Linked DNA regions of Mus musculus: region 2 is linked to region 1. Evidence: chromatin contacts called from public promoter capture Hi-C data. All regions are on one chromosome and are shown on one strand. The core of a region is the stretch at or near the end of the contact, and the rest is flanking DNA. Distances in the headings are between cores, read along the strand shown.

Evidence for each region. Promoter capture Hi-C pulls out the DNA fragments that hold promoters and counts their contacts.
Region 2: a promoter capture Hi-C map of liver shows a contact between it and region 1, with 2.1 times the contacts expected there. The contact joins the enhancer-like site here to the promoter of Plekho2 in region 1. A contact is called at or near these places in 1 of 39 promoter capture datasets (liver), 4 of 115 datasets of contacts at active chromatin or transcription factors (bone marrow-derived macrophages, embryonic forebrain, embryonic stem cells and 1 more) and 1 of 9 other capture datasets (adipose tissue).

The regions. Positions count from the first base shown.
Region 1 is chr9:65,577,540-65,583,962 of GRCm38.p6, forward strand. Plekho2 (pleckstrin homology domain containing, family O member 2) reads right to left here and starts at 2,548. Exons shown (of 6, transcript NM_153119.3): 1 at 2,399-2,548. The coding sequence starts at 2,410.
Region 2 is chr9:65,966,188-65,972,610 of GRCm38.p6, forward strand. The region is part of intron 3 of Csnk1g1 (casein kinase 1, gamma 1); the gene reads left to right. Among named protein-coding and RNA genes, the nearest start is that of Gm22657, 17 kb to the left of the region's middle. Within about 2 kb of position 2,759, at least 1 of the 459 cell types and tissues checked has an H3K27ac peak or open chromatin away from gene starts, as enhancers often do. A contact at or near this core is called in liver, where this site is marked.

The sequences.
Region 1 (6,423 bases), core at 1,298-3,797:
GCTAGGTGGCTATCTCCCGCTTGAGGGGGCTCTTGTGTGCTGGGAAATTCATGGCTCTTACCCTGAGGGATTTCCCCCATCCCAGCTTTCTGCTGGGACAAGGGCCTGGAGTTGGTGAAGAAGTGCTTTGGGAAGGTAGGTGTTTGTGGAGAATTAAAGGCAAAAAGGTACCAAAGTCTTCCTATCGCCATGGTGCTGGAGAGCTGGCGCAGAGTTAGGAGCGCTAGCTACTTCTTCCAGAGGACCTGGGTTCAAGCTCTGGCTCACAAACATGGTTAACTCCAGTTCCAGGCTATCTGATGCCCTCTTCTGGTCTCCATAGGCAAGTGGTTCACAGAAATGTATACAGGTAAAACACACACACACACACACACACACACACACACACACACACACACACACATATAAAACTTCACATTCTTAACCCCTTTACCACAGAAAGAAAAAGCACAACAGTAAGAACTAGAGCCCAGCCCAGTGTCACAAAACCAGCACTGCCACAGGACACTGCCATGACTGTCTCAGTAAGGATGAGGACAACAGTGGGCAGTCTAGAGTCAGGGAAAGGCATGGCTTTGAGAGGGTAGTGGAGCAGAGCTAAGGTTTCCAACCTTACCCCACAGTCAGCAACCACCACCAGTGATATGTTTGGTTTTCAAAGCTTTTGTACACACATTATCAAATTTCTAGATTCCCCTTCTCATTTTATAACTGGGAAAATGAGGACCAGAAAACGCAGGTAGGCAGATGCTCGAACCCAAACTAGCTCTCCTCCAAGCCTCAGCCTGACAGGGACCAACCATCCTATATCCTATACAGAGGCTAAGGGAGGCTGGCCTCAGGGGTGGCTGGCATCCAGGAAGTGCAAAGCAGGAAGGCTGAAGACAATTATGTGAAGGGAGATGAGGTAGCCTGAGGTCAAGGGCAGATAAGTAACCATGATTAAGAGGTGTTTTAGAGATGGATGGATACAGAGACACAGGCGAACACGTGAACTCTATCAGCAGGAATCGACAAGAGTCAGGGGTACCAAAGAAAGGACAGGCACAGAGATACCCTGACTGTGTGGGTGAGACCTGGGAGTTCAAGGGAGGAAGGAACATGGACAAGACTTTAATGACCCAGATACTTCAGGAGTTTTTGATATCTGGGAGTCACAAAGTAGCCATGTTAGAGATTAGGGACCAGAGGGAGAACAGGGCTGACTTTGCTGAGCCCAGGAAGCCCCAGGAGAACTTCCTTTAACTGGGGACCAAAGCAGATCAGGAGATGGAGTAATTCTGACCCACATCCTCTGGGAGCACGGGGAGGGGCTTTGGACAGAGAGCACAGCCATTGCAGGAGTGGAACCGAGGGCAGGCAGCCGCCATGACAGCAAGGAAAGAAACCACAGCAAAACATAGTGGCCTGACTTTGACCCCTACCTGTACCCACTCTGAGTGCAGGGACCACAGTTAGGTCTAGCGGAGGAGGGTAGGCCCTGTGTTTCATAGAAGAGGAAACCCGGGCTGAGAGGGGAAGTGACTTATCTACCACCTCACAGAAACTCGGGGTCTAGCCTAGAGGGAACAGCCAGCCTTGCAGTGACTCCAGGAAATACGCAAGTGCTCACTGACAGGAATACGGATGGCTGAGCTCACTGAAGGCTCCCCAGCTGGCCTGGGTGGCTACAGGAGGGAAGGCTTCATCTTCTTCCCCGCCCTTCAAGGGATAAGAATGTCTTCTTACTCGTGCAATAAGTGACTGCTGTATACTGAATACTTGGATAACGAGAATGTGGCCAAAATCTAGTTTGTATGCAGAGGGCAGAGGAGGCCCAAGGGACGTTGCTGATCCAGTCCTTGCTACCGGGAGACTCAGTTGACCTGACCCTTCAACTAACATCCTCTGATAGACACAGCTCAAGAGCACTGGGAACTCTGAGATATTTACACAAGGAAGACAAAAGCAATTTCTTCGTTCCTGCCATCAGGCTCCGTTACAATCTCAGATTTCTTGAAAACAGTGACCCAGGACCCTGAAGAACTTCCCTCCCCTAACACACACCTCAGAAGCAGACCTGGCTGAGGCAGGCAAAGAAAGCCAAGAAAGGGTGTAACGGGATTCAAGCACAGCAACCCTGTCTACTTTCAGCAAGTCACCCAACTCTCCAGAGCCTCAGTCTCCCCATCAATCCAATGGGAACCATGACAGGCACTGTTTCCAGTTGGTAAGAAACGCCCAAAACATAACTGAGGATGCTGTCGGCGGGATGCAGACGAGACCTCCATCCCGCCCCTACCCCATTGGTCCAGGTTCTGCTTGAAGGGAAGGACTGTGCAGAAAGACCCGTGGAAGTAGGACGGGCAGCACCCGAGCCCAGCACTCTTGTTCCGTCTGGCCCAGCCCTCGCCCTCACCTCCTCCTCCATGGCGAGTTTGCAAGGTCCGGCGGCTTCGCCGCTTACTGCTGCCCGCGTTGCGCGGGCTCCGCTTGCTCCATCTACGCGCAGCCGGGCGGCGGCTTGCTGTCTTCTGTCCCGCCGGGCGCCCGGGGCCCAAGAAACTTCGGGGGGCGGGGCTGGAGCCGGGGAGGGGCTTCCGGGGGCTGGGGGCGGGGCCAGGGAGGGATACAGCGGCCTCCAAGCCCCCGCCCGCAGCTGGGTGAGGAGCATGGCCGGGTGGGGGGTTCAGGGGCGGGGCCAGGGCGGATCCTGGGCGGGGCCTGTCTTCAGCTCCGGGAATGGACGGAAGAACCTAGGCGGAGCTGAAGTAGCAGGAAGAGGGCGGAGAGAGGTTTCCCGGACCAAAGCAGGGAGAAGGACTGGGAGGGGGTAGAGGCTAGGGAGGTGGGGGATACGGAGGGGGAGGGGGCTTCCGGCCCAGAGGCGGAGGCGAGGGATGCTGGCGGGGTGGGGCAGGGCGGGGGCGGGGCGGGGCGGGGCGGGGGCGCGGCTGACCAAGCAAGCCCGGGAGGCAGTGGGTAGCTGATGCCTTTGAGGTTGCCTAACCCAGTGGGCCTGGGTTGCGGGGGACTGGATCCAGCTGCCAGGGCAGTTCAGAAATGAGTACACAAAGAGGCTCGTCCCCTTTCTTCCCCCAATTTGAAGTAGTGGCTATGGTCTTCGGTCTGTGGAACTTCAGGGTGGGGCCGGCCATGAGCTTGGAATTTATGACCAGAATCAAGTTTGGACTCGGTTCCTTAATAGAGGGTCTCTGAAATCCCAAACTCTGTGCTCTCCTTTCCCTCGTTCAACCCCTTTCTGGTTCTCATGTTGTGAGCCGACTCCATCACCCTAACTCCCTTCGGCCCTGACCTGACCACGTTGCTAGAGAGTGAAGAAACCCTTTAAGTTCTACCATGTACTTTTATTTTTATTTTGAAGAAACAGGCTCGGAGAGTGACTGTCACAGCCAAACCTCCAGCATCCCGCGCGCGCGCGCACACACACACACACACACACACACACACACACTATCTTTCCTAGTCAGGTGTGCTGCATGCTACAGCACCCAGAATTTTGTGCTTGTGGGATAGATTAATGATGATCTGTTTTGACTCTGGGTGACCTAACCTCAGCTACATCAGTTGACCAAACTTCTCTTTCACTGCCCTCTGCTGGCCTTTGGGCTCAGGTCCTTTTCAGTTCAACGTGAAAGAGGATGGAACACACTGCCCCTCGTGCCTGGAACTGGTCCTTACACCTAAAGGGTGGAGAGGGGTTGTGAGATGACCTATTGGTTAGGAACACTTGCTGCTCTTCCAGAGGACCTGGCTTTGATTCTCAGCACCCACATCGTGGCTCACAACTGTCTGGAACTCCAGTTCCAGACGATCCGAGGTTCTCTTCTGGCTTCCTCGTGTACCAGGGATGTAAGTGGTGCACAGACATAACTGCAGAAAAAACACTCATATACATAAAATAATTTTTTTTTTTTTTGGTTTTTCCAGACAGGGTTTCTCTGTGTAGCCCTGGCTGTCCTGGAACTCACTCTGTAGACCAGGCTGGCCTCGAACTCAGAAATTCGCCTGCCTCTGCCTCCTGAGTGCTGGGATTAAAGGTGTGTGCCACCATGCCCGGCAAATTAGTTTTTTTTAAGGATATAGAAAACAGTGTGCCAGGGCCACAGTGTTGAATAACAGTTTCCTCCAAGATTGAAACATTCCATCCTGCACAGAGTTCCTTGGACAGGAAGATAAACAACTCAAAATAAAATCCCACTTGTACAACTCAGGAGGCAGAGGCAGGCAGATTTCTGTGAGTTCTATGAGACCAGGCCAGCCTGGTCTACAGAGTGAGTTCCAGAACAGCCAAAGCTACTCAGAGAAGCCCCATCTCTAAAAACCAACTAATGAAACAAACAAGCAAGCCCCATCTCTTGCTGTTTGGAGAACAGCTTATAATTAGAGTGAAACTAGCCATCTATTGCTGTGATTTCGGGTAGAGGTGTGTCATGGTTTGAATATGCTTGGCCCAGGGAGTGGCACTATTTGGAGTTGTGGCCTTGTTGGAGTAGGTGTGTCACTGTGGGCATGGGCTTTAAGACCCTCATGGTAGCTGCCTGGAAGTGAGTATTCTTTTTTTAAAGATTTATTTATTGATTATATGTAAGTACACTGTAGCTGTCTTCAGACACTCCAGAAGAGGGAGTCAGATCTCGTTACGGATGGTTGTGAGCCACCATGTGGTTGCTGGGATTTGAACTACAGACCTTCGGAAGAGCAGTCGGGTGTTCTTACCCACTGAGCCATCTCATCAGCCCCGTGAGTATTCTGCTAGCAGCCTTCAGATGAAGATGTAGAACTCTCAGCTCCTCCTGCACTGTGCCTGCCAGGATGCTGCCATGTTCCTGCCTTGATGATAATGGGCTGAACCTCTGAATCTATAAGCCAGCCCCAATTAAATGTTGTTTTTTATAAGAGTTACCTTGGTCCTGTGTCTGTTCACAGCAGTAAAACCCTAACTAAGACGAGATGACAGCATGCTGTGGTGTGGAATGAGAATGGGAGGACATTAACAGACTGTATACATTTTGGAGGAAGATAAAGTTTTAACGGTAGGTAAGGAGGGAAATCAAAGATAGGGTGTAGGTTTTCAACTGGACCCCCAAATCGTGGGGGCAGCAGAGAGGAGAAGGGAGAGCACCAAGCAAGGTAAGGAAGCAGTTCAAGGTGAGGTCCTACTGTTTGGGGCTGTCACAGTGTGGCTTGGCTGGCTTCTACCTCAGCATCAGGAAGTTTGGAGAAGAGAGACCAGAGCTGCAGTGCCTGATTTGTGCTCTGGAAGCTACAAAATCATAAAATCTTTCCTCATTCGTCTCTTCTAACCACACTTTCTTCACAAGATTCAACTACAGAAGAAGGAAGGCAAAAGCTTGGAGAGAAAGGATCCTAAGTGTGGGGGACAGAGAGGGAGGCAGGGATCTTTTTAGTATCACATGATACTGCCCTTTGCTATAAAGTTACAGTTATTTCTTTAGCCTGCACTGGGGCCTTTCAGTGAGAGAATGGGTAAGACCCGGGAAGAGTTCTACAGAAGAAAATCTTATAAGAACCCCTTCCCTCTAAATGTCTGCCTCCAATCTGGATTTGGGTTTAGAAAGAAATCCATAAGTAGCTTTATGTCTCCCTCGAATTCGGCCTCACAGCGGCGGCAGCAAGCAGAGAATCACACGTGCACCCAACCCAGAGCAGCAAAGAAGGAAGTTGGACAGCAGACGTGAGGACTCACTCTGGCTCCGCCCCTCTGCATCCGCCAATCAAGGCCCAAATGACAGAACAGCAGAGGTAGAGTGGGCAGGAGGACAGAGTCCAAGAAACACCAGAGTAGTCAAGTTGAGCTCTAGGTTTCTTTTCCTACAAGGACTCACTGTTGTTACTCTTACAAAAGCTTAGGTGGGAAAAATGTCTAACACATTCCAATACAATAAAATAGTACCTAATCTGTATTTTAGAATTCCTTGCCCACGTGCTTATTTAAAATAAATTAAAATATAAGTCAGAAAACTTAGATGCTTAAACTGGAGAGCGGGTAGTGGTGACACATGCCTTTAATCTCAGCACTTGGGAGGCAGAGGCAGGCAGTTTCTGAGTTTGAGGCCATCCTGATCTACAGAGTGAGTTCCAGGACAGCCAGGGCTACATAGAGAAACCCTGTCTCAAGAAACAAAAACAAGGGCTGGTGAGATGGCTTAGTGGGTAAGAGCACCCGACTGCTTTTCCGAAGGTCTGTAGTTCAAATCCCAGCAACCACATGGTGGCTCACAACCATCCGTAACGAGATCTGACTCCCTCTTCTGGTGTGTCTGAAGACAGCTACAGTGCACTTACATATAATAAATAAATAAATCTTTAAAAAAAAAAAAAAAGAAACAAAAACAAGCACGCCTTTAATCCCACAACTCGGGAGGCAGAGGCAGGTGGATTTCTGAGTTCGAGGCCAGC
Region 2 (6,423 bases), core at 1,509-4,008, 390 kb after region 1:
ATATGTTGCTGGGTTATAGAACGACTGATGGCTTGTCATATGTGAACCCTGAGTTCATCCCCCATTGCATCAATGATAGTAAAATGAATGTGCTAAGATCTTTAAAAATAAAGGTGGTGGTGGCGCATGCCTTCAATCCCAGCACTTGGGAGGCAGAGACAGGCAGACTTCTGAGTTCAAGGCCAGCCTAGTCTACAGAATGAGTTCCAGGACAGCCAGGGCTATACAGAGAAACTGTCTTGAAAAACAAACAAACAAACAAACAAACAAGTAAGTGTATGTGAAAGCCAAGTATAGTGGCGTACACCTGTATCATACCACTTGCAGTAGCAGTATTAAAGATATATCTCAGGTGGTAGAGTGTACCTATAAGCTAGGTATGGTGGGCACAGCCTATAATCTCAGCACTTAGGAGATAGAGACAGAAGACCAGGCCATCCATCTTTGACAGCATAATGAATTCAAAGCCAGTATGGGATATATGAGACACTCTCTCAAAACCTAACCTAACCAAAAAGACAAAGGTTAGCTGTAGCTCAGTAGTAGAGTACTTGCGTAGCATCCATGAGGCTTTGGGTTCAATCCCCAGTATTGCAAAAAAAAAAGTAATACTTGGTTTTTTGTTTTATTTGTTGTTGGTTTGGTTTTATGTGTATGAGTATTTTGTCTGAATGACTGTGCCTAATGCCCACAGAAGAATTGAATTCTCCTGGAACCAGCATTATGGATGACTGTAAGCCACCGTGTTGGTGTTGGGAACTAAGTACAAGTACTAAGAACTAAAGAACAAGTACTCTTAACTGCTGAGCCATCTCTCCAGCCCAGTGCTATTATTGATAACCATTTTTTTTTTTAGATTTATTTATTTTGAGTGTTCTATCTCTAGGTACACTTTTATGCCAGAAGAAGGCATCAGATCACATTACAGATAGTTGTGAGCCACCATGTGGTTGCTGGGGATTAGACTCAGGACCCCCAGAAAAGCAGTGCTCTTAACTGCTGAGCCATCTCTCCAGCTGCAAAAAGCTTTTGAAAATTTGAAATTCCCGGGGCCTAGCAAACACATAAGTGGATGCTCACAGTCAGCTATTGGATGGATCACAGGGCCCCCAATGGAGGAGCTAGAGAAAGTATCCAAGGAGCTAAAGAGATCTGCAACCCTGTAGGTGCAACATTATGAACTAACCCCGGAGCTCTTGACTCTAGCTACATATGTATCAAAAGATGGCCACTGGAAAGAGAGGCCCATTGGACACACAAACTTTATATGCCCCAGTACAGGGGAATGCCAGGGTCAAAAAAAATGGGAATGGGTGGGTAGGGAAGTGGGGGGGAGGGTATGGGGGACTTTTGGGATAGCATTGGAAATGTCATTGAGGAAAATACGTAATAAAAAAAAAAAAGAAAATTTGAAACTCAAAAATTGAGAAATTGGCATATAAATTATCCTTAAAATTAACTGATCATTATTTGAGAAAAATTTAACATTGTAGTACCAATCTTTGCCTTAATCATCCTGTACACATAAAGAGATGATCGATCTCTGGGTGGGACTGGAGGGAGCAGTGGACTAATTGCCCTCTTTTCACTAAGTAGAATGGTAACTATTCATAGGTATGCAGAAGTATTTACTTATTCTCCATGCTAATTGCCTGACTGACTGACTGCCCACCTTCCCTTCCTTCCTTCCTTCAGTGTGTGTGTGTGTGTATGTGTGTGTGTGTACACGTACATGGACACACATGCCCCTCTCTTGAAAAGACTAGAAGAGACCAATGGATCCCCTAAACTGGAGTTAGGGGTAGTTAGTTGTTAGCCACTTAACGTGGATGCTAAGAACTGAACTTTGGTCCTTCCTGCTCTGCTCTTATTTGCTGAGCTTTCCAGCTTCTGCCTCAATTTCTTCTTGCTGGATTTTAAGAAATAAAGGTTAGGTAGTAATTTATATATGTACTGCTTCCACTGTAGGGCAAGAAAGCTTGACAGCTAGAAAGATGATTAAACCCTTTATGTTTCCTTAATTGTGTGACTCTTGACTAAGAGCTACTGATTCTTTGAGAAATGCTGTCTTACTGGAGCTTTCAGTAAATGTAGCCTGTAGGTAACTCACTGAATCAGGAAGTTTTCCTTCAGATGTTTTAATGTCAGTAGCATATCTAGGCTGCTTCTTAGAGAAGCTGAGTTTTTAGTTAAAAGTGCTCCAAAACTTGTAAATACAGTTTCTCTGTCATTAATGATAGAGCCTAGAACAAAAAGTTAAACCTGTAGATTTTATGCAGTGGCTACTAAAGCTTTGAGTGCTTGGTATCATGCCAGCTCATTCATAGATTTTCAGTCCATTAAGCTGCGTACCTTTTCTCACAGTTATTGATACATTTTATGTATATGTTTAGTTGAAGTAGTTATTAATTTTAAAAGGATAGAACTTTGACCCACAAATCTTTGTCATTAAATTCTTCCAGTGCAACATTTCTGAGTACAGTATATTCACTGAGCATATTGACTGAATGATTGAACTTCTAAATGTCTGTATTTCCTGTTGGCTTATACAATTTTTTTTAATTACAAACTTTATCTATTTTGTCTATCGGGTGGGGCATGTGCCACTGTGTACATGTGGAAGTCACAGATTTTTGTTGTCCCCTTTGCTAGGTGGGCTCTAGGTATCTTAACTCAGGTCATCTGGCTTGGTGGCAGGCGCTTTTACTGCATGAGCCCTCTCACCAGCCCCTGTTCAATCTTCATGATGCCTTTGCCCCCTGGCAAAGGAATTGATTTAAACAGTGCTTGGCCCAGGACAATTATTGCATCACCTCCAGTGTTCTTTAGCTATTAAATAAGAGAATAACATTTATTCAGTTCTTTTGGCATTCTTAGAAAAAGTAAACAAGCACAAACCAGTCAGCATTTTATAGTGTATCAACAATCATACCTAAAGTTGAGTTTATGCTTGTGTTCCCTTAGAAGGCATAAAGAACCAACCTTCCCCCCACCCCAAATAGGGCACTGAGAGGCTCAAGAAACCATCAAGAACTCGTCAGGGTGGCCTGATGATTTTATTGGGGTTACTTACAACAGCATGGATAACTAGATAACTAGCTGGATAATACTTTACCAGAAGGTCCCAATTCTGGAGAGCTGTGTCACTGTAGTCTTAACTCCTAGGCAACCTCTATCTTTAAATCACTTGTCACCCTGTCCCCTCGGACCACACAGAGCTGCAGGGAGTGAGGAGAGTGGTAGTGACTGGAATCTCCAGAAGACCTCCTCTACCTTCTTTCTACCAGGGAATGTTAGCAGCCCTGTTATTATTGCCATATGTGTAGCTGTCACTGTATCGCTTACTTTTCTTGTCCAGATGACTGGAGACCAAGGTATTCATAAGTCATAAGAGTCATTCTTCATGATGGCAGATGGTCTTGTCATGTCTGCAGGAAATAGCTTCACTTCAACATTTAGTAAATTTTTTAAATATAAAATTGAATCATCTGAGAAGAACTTCATAATCAATCGCTTTCCAGTTTAGAGAGAACTGAAGAAAAGCACACTGATTATGCTCCTCTTCTGACTTTTCTGCTCTCCACTCACTAAGAGCATCTCCCCCCCCACAACACACACACCCATCCCCACACATACCCATCTCCTTGCTCCTTTGATCTTTGTCCTTCTAGATAGGATCTCACGTAGCCCCTAAACTCAAGATCCTGTTGTCTTTACTCTTTGTGCACTAGATAAAGGGGTGGGCTGCCACACTTAGCATGAGGACACAACTTTAGCCTTATTTTCTTATCCCCTATTAAATGTTAACTGGGGGTACTTATTTTTTCTCTTCAAAATACCTGAAATATTTTATTTGTTTTAGTTTTTTTAGAGGGGGCTGTTACCTCATACTTAAAATAATAATGAAAATGAGATTTATTTAATACTTTTCAGTTTACAGAGGACTTTCACGTGCTCTAGCTCATAATCCTTGTAATCATCCTGTGCCAGAAATGTGGTTCTCTAAGTGCTCTGCTCGGAGAATGCCCTGTGTTTCACCCTAGTTGTTCTCTTTTATCTTATACTGTAGGGCCAAGATAATACTTTTAAAATACCACTTGATTTTCTCTTAGCATAAGACTACTGGTGATTCTCAGCAAGTTGAATAATGAAATAAAAACATACCCATATGTTAGTTTCTCATAAAGAGCATACAAGACGAGAGGTTTATCTAGTTCATGGTTCCAAATGCTTCAGTCCATAATTCCCTGCGTTTGTTGGTATTGTCTGATGAAAAAAGAACAGATGACTAAATTGTATAGTGCAGCAGAGCTGTGCACCTCATTGGGTCTGGAAGAAAAAAAGCCAGAGGAGGGGAAGATGGATGGATGGATGGATGGATGGATGGATGGATTCCAGGAGCTAGATAGTAGACCATTCAAAACTATGTCCTGATGATCAACTTCCTCTCATTAGGCTCCATTTTCTAATTTTTACTACCTGTCAATAGTGCCATCAAATTATGAATCTACCTCTGAACTAATCCATTGATAAGTCAGCCTCCTCTGATCCAATCACCTCCTAGTAATTGGACCCACCAACTAGGACTAAGTCAGTTTGGTTCACTTTAGCAAGCATCTGTTACTATATGTTAGATACTGTACTTGTTACTGGGGATATAAATATTGATGGGGTAGAGATGTAGCTTAATGACAAGCCTAAAAGACAGTGAATGTTCTCTCTCTCTCTCTCTCTCTCTCTCTCTCTCTCTCTCTCTCTCTCTCTCTCTCTCTCATGCTTGTGCACGTGCATGCATGCGCACACACACACACACACCATTTTTGTGCTCAGGAAACATACTGTCTCCCTAAGGTAGAAAAAAATATATGTAACATACCTGACATATACCTGTCATTCTGGTCTGAAGAGGCTGAGGCAGAAAGATTGTTATGAGTGCAAGTTTAGCCTGATCTACATTTTGAGACCCTGTCTTCCAGATAGATAGATAAATAGATAGATAGATAGATAGATAGATAGATAGATAGATAGATAGATAGATAGATAGATAGATAGATAAGCAGGCCTGGTTTTACTTGCCTTCAGTACCAGCACTAGGGTGGCTAAGGCATGTAGATCTCTGAGTTGAAAGCTACCCTGGTCTATATAGCCAAGCCAGACTGTAAAGAGATCCTGTCTTAAGAAACAACAACAAATATAAATTGACACATTACAATTTACAATTTTCTAGAAACTAGGTGTTCATTTGTGTTATTAAGCTTCTTGAATCTTGTATAAAAGCTAGTTTCTTATCACCCAGGTGAAACCCTATGCCACTTTAAGATTTTCTAAGGAAGATTCCCCCCCTCCCCCAGGCTAGGGATGTAGTTTAGTAGTAGCACAGGTCATGCTTAGCACGTGGAAGACCCCGAATTCTATCCCCCATATGTCAACACGCACAAGAGGAAATACCCCTAAACACAATCTGATCCTGTGACATGCTAGAAAAATGTAGAATCTGATATCTGACTAGTCCCAGACAACTAGAGAATGTGGTACATGAGAAGAAATGGAAGGACGCCAGAGATGATCAGTAGAGGAAGCCTGTGGATGGCCTTGGCTAGCCTTCCTCTGCAGTATGCACACCTCAGAGCATATTGTCATAGGTCAGGGCCTCTGTGTACTAAGCTGCAGAACATATAAGACACATTATTCTTGGAACCTTTTTTTTTTTTACTTGTAGATTTAAGGAAAAATATTTATATTGAAATGAATCTATAGTATCATAAAAATCACACATCTTTTTTAAAAATGCAAGTGTTCAAAGAAATCAAAGGTTCCTTTCTTTCTTTTGAGGTAGGGTAAGGCCTTACTATATAGCTCCATGTGGCCTGGAACTGCTGATGTAGACCAAACTGTCCTTGAACTCATACAGATCCACCTGCCCTCTGACTTCCCACTCCTAGAGTTTAAAGGTATGTGTCACTATGCCCTACCTGGAATTCTTTTTCTGTTTTAAATATAAGAAGTAACCTTTATTCTTCAGGTTACTTGACTTTCTTACTTGAAATGTTTGTACCCAAACATACTTTCCCCTATTTTTCAGATTCTTCTATGTACTTGTTCATATTTTTGTCCTAGCATCATCTCATTATATAATTTATTGGCTGGGTTTTTAATCACATACACTGGACTGCATGAGCAGCTAGGGCATATTCTCTAATGTTGGAGAACTGCCCGTGGCTCATCTTGGATGGATGGTGCTTGTATGTGGTGGGTAGTAAGACATTCAGAGGCATCCCTTTACTTCCGCTCTCCTACTTTGCAGTTAGCTCTTATGCTGCCGCATACATAATCATTCAGAGTTGTAGATCTGATATGTGATCATTCTACCTCCAAATCTTCTGCTTTAAATCTAGAATGGTATTGAGGTTTTCCTACGACAGC